2 separate regions of the Oryctolagus cuniculus genome follow, and region 1 is linked to region 2. A link is a contact called in public Hi-C data. All regions are on one chromosome and are shown on one strand. Each heading gives the region's core, a stretch centred on a gene start, on an enhancer-like site or on the middle of the called end of the contact. The rest is flanking DNA. Distances are from core to core; before and after follow the strand shown.

The links. Hi-C and Micro-C count contacts between places; a contact is called where the count stands out from the background.
Region 1: a contact with region 2 is called in a Hi-C map of embryonic fibroblasts, with 3 times the contacts expected there. The contact joins the promoter of RRS1 here to the enhancer-like site in region 2. A contact is called at or near these places in 2 of 6 Hi-C or Micro-C datasets (ear pinna and embryonic fibroblasts).

Annotation. Positions count from the first base shown.
Region 1 is chr6:92,089,939-92,093,284 of mOryCun1.1, forward strand. It overlaps RRS1 (ribosome biogenesis regulator 1 homolog), which reads left to right and starts at 1,660. Exons shown (of 1, transcript XM_002710447.5): 1 at 1,660-3,346. The coding sequence starts at 1,779. The coding sequence ends at 2,888. The region is part of intron 2 of LOC103348037 (a long non-coding RNA gene); the gene reads right to left.
Region 2 is chr6:91,731,850-91,734,936 of mOryCun1.1, forward strand. The region is part of intron 1 of DNAJC5B (DnaJ heat shock protein family (Hsp40) member C5 beta); the gene reads left to right. Among named protein-coding and RNA genes, the nearest start is that of DNAJC5B, 14 kb to the left of the region's middle. Within about 2 kb of position 1,377, at least 2 of the 8 cell types and tissues checked have an H3K27ac peak or open chromatin away from gene starts, as enhancers often do.

The sequences.
Region 1 (3,346 bases), core at 410-2,909, 360 kb after region 2:
GATGGAAGACCTCTCTCTCTGGCTCTACTTCTCTTTGTAACTGTCTTTCAAATAAATAAAATAATTCTAAAAAAAAAAAAAAGGAACTGATGCTGAGTGCTAAGGCAAAAGTTCAAAGGAAAAAAAAAACAATAAATCTTAAAATAATTTGAGATAAGAGAAAGACAAATCAAGCACAATGCTAAAACTCAACTGAGTGTTTCCTCAGTGCTACCAGGTTCATTTCTACTGGTTGTTTCTGCAGCCCAACCCCCTCCTCAGTAACTCTAGAACCCAGGGAAAAGAAGCTCTCTCCCCCCACCCCTGTAAACCATACGATCAACAGTGACTCCCAAACTTCAATGTACAAATGAATACTAACCACCTGCCGATCTTATCGAAATGTAGGTTCTGATAAATTACTTCTGGGGTGAGACCTGTTCACTCCATATTTCTGACAAGCTCCCAAGTGATGTTGTGCAGCTGGTCAGCTGGCCACACTTTTTGATTATCAGGAGCTTGAAGGACATTTCAGAGAATACATACTGCATGTAGTTTTAAGGGCAGAGTTAAGATGCCTCCTGTTCCCATATATCCTAGTTGTATAACCTTAGAGAAATAATTTTTCTGAAGTCCCTGAGCCTTCCTTTTTCAGCACAAACAACATGCCGAATACACAGCTAATAACAATAATAGCTAATATGTATTGTGTTCTTATTATGCACCACGAACTGTTTCATATTTACAAACTTATGAATAAGACTTAGGTTAGAAAATTTGTCCATAGGCATATTTGTAGGCATAGTACATGACAAACTGAGATCTGATTATAGGCAGTTTGACTCACACCACCTAGAGTATAGCAATACCTCTTCAGATAGCTCCCAGGGCCATTATGAAGATTAAGTAATAATCTGTACTTAACTTTTGTTGGCGTTCCAAGCCCTGATCTAAGCCTCCTCTGAGGCACACTAACCCCTTCATATTTATAACAGCCCCAGCATCAGAACCCCATCTTACAGGCTTTAACATAGGCCCAAGCAAGTCAAACAGTCAAAGCTCAGTGTCACAACCAGAACTGGAAGCCAGGCAGTGTAACTGCAGAGCCCGGCCATCTTTCTCCAGGAGAGGAAAGAAACGCGGGGCTCTGCGGGAGCGCTCTGGGGTCGGCGCGCACCTGCGCCCACTCAGGACAGTTTGCCCGCTCTGCTTAATACAAAAGATAACCAATCTTCTTAGCTTTATGTAAATCTGTGGGATATGTCTTTTTCAGTCCACACCCAGAACCCTGAGAGCGGATTATGACTCTGGTGAAACAATTTGACCCCCTAGAAGCATGATTAGTTAAATATCTTTACAACAGATTTACACTAAAATCGTTAACACCTAGTTGTTCCAGAACCCACATCATCTGCCCCCCATACACATTTGCACGAGCCCGCGCCCCATCCCGGACCGCCTCTCTGACCACCCCTCTGCCTCGCTGCATCCTGGGAGATGCAGTCCCATTCAGGCTCCAGAATTTGTAGTACAGGCTCCTAGCGCCAGTTTACCTGCATCCAGACACGAGCAAAAAGGGGCCGCCTCTAATTCCATCAGCTCTCCAACACCGCCCTCTGCTGGCCCGTTGTCCGTCGTGGGAATGGAGCCGGTTCCGGGTGCTCCGGAAGTGAACCTTTCTCTTCCGGGTTGAGCGTCCGGGCGGACACACGTGGTTGCTGTGCCGGTTTGTGGGTCGGCAGTCGTGAGAGAAGTCGCTTCAACTGTGGCCCCCAAAGTGACTAAGCCGAGCCGGAGCCATGGAGGGCCACAGCGTGGAGGAGCTGCTGGCAAAGGCGGAGAAGGACGAGGCAGAAAAGCTGCAGCGCATCACGGTGCACAAGGAGCTGGAGCTGGAGTTTGACCTGGGCAATCTACTGGCTTCCGACCGGAACCCCCCAACGGGACTGCGGCGGGCGGGACCCGCTCCGGAGGCCGAGCTGCGGGCCCTGGCGCGGGACAACACGCAGCTGCTCATTAACCAGCTGTGGCAGCTGCCGACGGAACGCGTGGAAGAGGCGCTGGTGGCGCGGCTGCCCGAGCCCACCACCCGCCTGCCGCGGGAGAAGCCGGTGCCCCGGCCGCGGCCGCTTACGCGATGGCAGCAGTTCGCGCGCCTCAAGGGCATCCGTCCCAAGAAGAAGACCAACCTGGTTTGGGATGAGGTGAGCGGGCAGTGGCGGCGCCGCTGGGGCTATCAGCGCGCCCGGGACGACACCAAAGAATGGCTGATCGAGGTGCCCGGCGGCGCCGACCCAATGGAGGACCAGTTTGCAAAGCGCATTCAGGCCAAGAAGGAACGGGTGGCCAAGAACGAGCTGAATCGGCTGCGTAACTTGGCCCGCGCGCACAAGACCCAGCTGCCCAGCACGGCCGGCCTGCACCCTACGGGACACCAGAGTAAGGAGGAGCTGGGCCGCGCCATGCAAATAGCCAAGGTCTCCACCGCTTCTCTGGGGCGCTTCCAAGAGCGCCTTCCTAAAGAGAAGGCGCCCCGGGGCTCCGGCAAGAAGAGGAAGTTCCAACCCCTTTTCGGGGACTTTTCGGCTGAGAAAAAGAACCAGCTGGAGCTGCTTCGGGTCATGAACAGCAAGAAGCCCAAGCTGGATGTGACCAAGGCCACCAATAAGCAGATGAGGGAGGAGGACCAAGAGGAGGCCGCCAAGAAGAGGAAGATGAGCCAGAAGGGCAAGAGAAAGGGAGGCCGGCAGGGGTCTGGGGGCCAGCGGAAAGGGGGCCCGCGCAGCCACGGGGGGAAGCGGAAAGGGGGCTCGGGAAGCAAGATGAATTCCGGGCCGCCGGGCTTGGGCGGCAAGAGGCGAGGAGGGGGAGGAGGGGGACAGCGCCCAGGAGGAAAGAGGCGGAAGTAGCAGTTTCACCCTGGGACCCGAACTGTAAACCAAGACCTGCACGTGCCAAATGTTAACATCCAGGGACCATAGGCGGGGGCGGGGGAGGCGGCTGCTGCCTTCCGAGAGCTTGAGGCTGACGGGACGGGATTGCCCTCCCCTCGAGAGCCTGTAAGTTGTCAGTTCTACCGGGTTGATGTTTTCCCCACACCTGAGATTGGCTGGAGATTAAGGATGTGCCAGAGGACGTTAAGAATTAGGGAAACAATGTGTTGATGAAAACTGGGAATGAGTTCTGACAGAGTCATCTTTTTAACTTTGGATATGGGGTGAGGGAGAGCCGGCCACACTTCCCAACCTTAACAGATTGATTTATACATTTCTGCATTATTTTTATAACAAGTATGTAGATTTATCAGCAGTGGGGGAGGTTACAGATATTTTCAGAACTGGGTTTACAAGAAACAGATGTAATGGTT
Region 2 (3,087 bases), core at 127-2,626:
ACCTTGTTCCTGTGGGTTGAGTTGTGTCCCTAGAAGCACTGTATTTTGGCACCTATGAATGTGGCCTTGTTTAGAAGCAGGGTCTTTGCAAATATAATTAAGATGTGTGTTACCATGAGGCCATACTGGAGTAGAGTGAGCCCTTGATCCAATATGACCAGTGGCCTCCTAAGAGAGAGACACAGAGCCAGATACACACAGAGAAGAACCCCGTGTGAAGACACTGGCACAGGGGAGAAGCCTGTGACCTTGGAGGCAGATGATGAGTGGGCAATGCCAGTGGCCAAGGAAGGCATGGAAAAAATTCCCTTGGAACTGCAGGTAGGAACAATCCCCACGAGGCCTTGATTTCAGACTTCTGTCCTCCACACCTGAAAGAGAAAGCACTTTTATTTTTTGAAGCCAATCCCATGCCCTGTCAGACCCTCAAGTTTGGGCAGGAGGCAACTGGAAGTTTTCAACAGGATAAACCAAAGAAGCTGGCTTTTATCTGTCCTTGCTTGCTGTGCCCTGTCTCCCAGGACCTTCTCCATTCCCATTCCTTCAGTACTTTCTGTACCATCCCCTGAGCCTTCTGTGGGCTTCCAAGTAAGTGGGTTACATTTCTTTGTGCACATCTGTTGCCTCCTCCAGGCAGTAATCTGAGGTTGTAATCTCAGATGCCTCCATGGATCTGAGCAACTGGGCTGTGCATGTGCAAGGAGAGTCATTTCAATCTAGAAACTGTGTCTTCAGTTAAATAAGACACTTACCCCATTGAAGGGGCCAAGGAAGACCTGGCTGAGACCCAGCATTCAGAGAATTTTCTCATATCCCATGAGGGAACGGCTCTTAGCCTTGGCGAGCCCCCAGCAGCACCTGCGAGCATTTATGCTTCCTGGTGCTTTGCTCCCATTTGCTACCCGCATCTCTCAGGGGTCTTCTGTGTTGACCCAGCTGATGAGGGGATGGAATGAGATCCCAGAGGTTCATAGTTTCCCACTTCAGAAAAAGCTTCAGAACAGATTCTGGAAATCTCTTTTATGTCTTCTTAAAAATTTTTTAAACATATTTTTAGTTGGCCTATAGTAATTGTATGCATTTATATGCTATGGTGTGATTTTTGATGCATGTCCAGTGCGTTGTATACCAATCAAAAACAGAATTTTGAAAGGCTGTAGTTGAAATCCCCTGACTGAGTAGCTCTTTGACCCCATGGCAAAAGCCCAGTTTCAGAAGAATGCAGCAGCAGGGCGGTGCCACGGTCTCCGGCCATCGTCGGCCCCACCCTGCTGTTTCCGTGAGTGTTTTGCTCAGCGGTTCTCCTACTCTCAGGTGGCCGAGGGAGGGGGTGGAGTGGGGAAGGAGAACCAAGGGTGATTTGGGGTGAGGAATATTTTGAAGTGGAAACAACTCTTGTTTACGGTTCCTCTCTGTCTGAGCACCAGAGGGCGACACACTCATATTGAATAGCTGGCCCGCTAGGTTTTAGGTCTGAAATCCCGGGAAGCAATAACATTTAAAATTTAAAAACAAATGCAGAATTTGAATATTTTTCTCAGGCTTCCAAGAAGGTTACAAAGAAGGCCTTGGGGACCATTCAAAAGGCGTCCGCACCCTGGAGCCTGCGGTGGGGAGGCCTGTGGGGAAGCACTGTCACTCACTCTCCCACCTCTTCCTGAGGTTGTCCAGGGCTGGTCATTTCTGAGGGCTCTGGACTGTGGTCCAGGGAGGAAGTGACTTGATCAGGGAGCCAGCTTGTCCCTTCCCGGGCCTGTCCTTTGAAGCTGATTCTATGAGGTTGTTCCACTTAGCACCTGGAGGACAGGCCTGGTCCTCAGAGAATGCAAGGACTCAAAGGTGTAGGTAGGGGACTGTGAGGTTTGAGGCACTGCAGACATCCTACTAGTGGGGCCCCACCTCAGTGGGATTGCAGTAACAGGGGCCTGCGGACCATCTGTGTGTCTGGTCTTGGAACAGCTCCTGCCGGTAACTTCTGGTAGTTTCTCACCTGATGTGTGGGTATTCATGGTTTCCTGAGCCAAACAGAAAGCTTTGTAAGGTGTACAGAAGATACTGGAAGGAGTAGGAGTGGAGCTGTTGAGGAAGTGTGGGAGGCAAAGGGGTTCTGGTGAGGGGGTGTCACGGCTGTGAGGAGAGCTACAAAGGAGCACCCCCTGACTGGAGGTGGAGGAACCAGGGTAGACACCACCAGGATCAGAGCCCATCTGATCCTGCCCGTCTAGACCCCAGGATGTACGTGTAAAACTGCAGATGAATCTGTGCTACGTTATAAAGCTTATTCAGAAATGCGCCTTCCCCTGTCACCCTCCTGGGAAAGGCAGCAATGGCCTGTGGTAAACAGCCAAGTGCTACTTACACTATGGGATAGAAGGCAGCCTTGCAGATCAAAATCTGTACTAACAGGTTGATGCCTTGGCTGTTCATATGAAAGAGAAAATCCTGACAAAATGGGAGGAGAATCTATGTGTAGACAAGAGAGTACGAGGTCATTGCTATTATCTTGATGAGCAAGCTAGATCCTGACACTGAGATGGTCTACTGTGGACACTAGGAATTCATGCAAGGCCATGATCTGTTGAGGGGTGGAGCCCCGAAGGCACAGAGAGGACCACCTTACTTCTCAGCCACCATTTTGGGGACTTTCCAGTGACCAGTAGCCAGTGATAATTTTGGGGGTTTCCCAGGGTGGTGACAGTTTTGGGGGCTGTCTGGCTGTGTGCAACAACAAAGAGGGATTCCCTTTGTCACTTAAATTCTCTTGCTCAATTCAGTCTTTTTTACTTAGCAAAGATAAAAGAGAACATAATTTAGTGGCAAAGCACTTGGATCCCAGTTCCAGCTTTTGTTCCCTCATTACTAATGTTCACACTTGGGAGAAGTCACAAGACCACATCTAACCAGTTACCTCTTTTATAAAATGGCCATCTGGTCCCAGATAACAGCTATGACTGGTGAAAGCACTCAAATGCATTTATTAACTGCAAGAGGAGATCTTCAGCATTTCCTTCATTTCCAAATGTGTGTGTTACCTGGGCTGGGTGCTGTGCTGTTTAAAGGGGGACTTGTTTAGAGTTAAGATAAGAT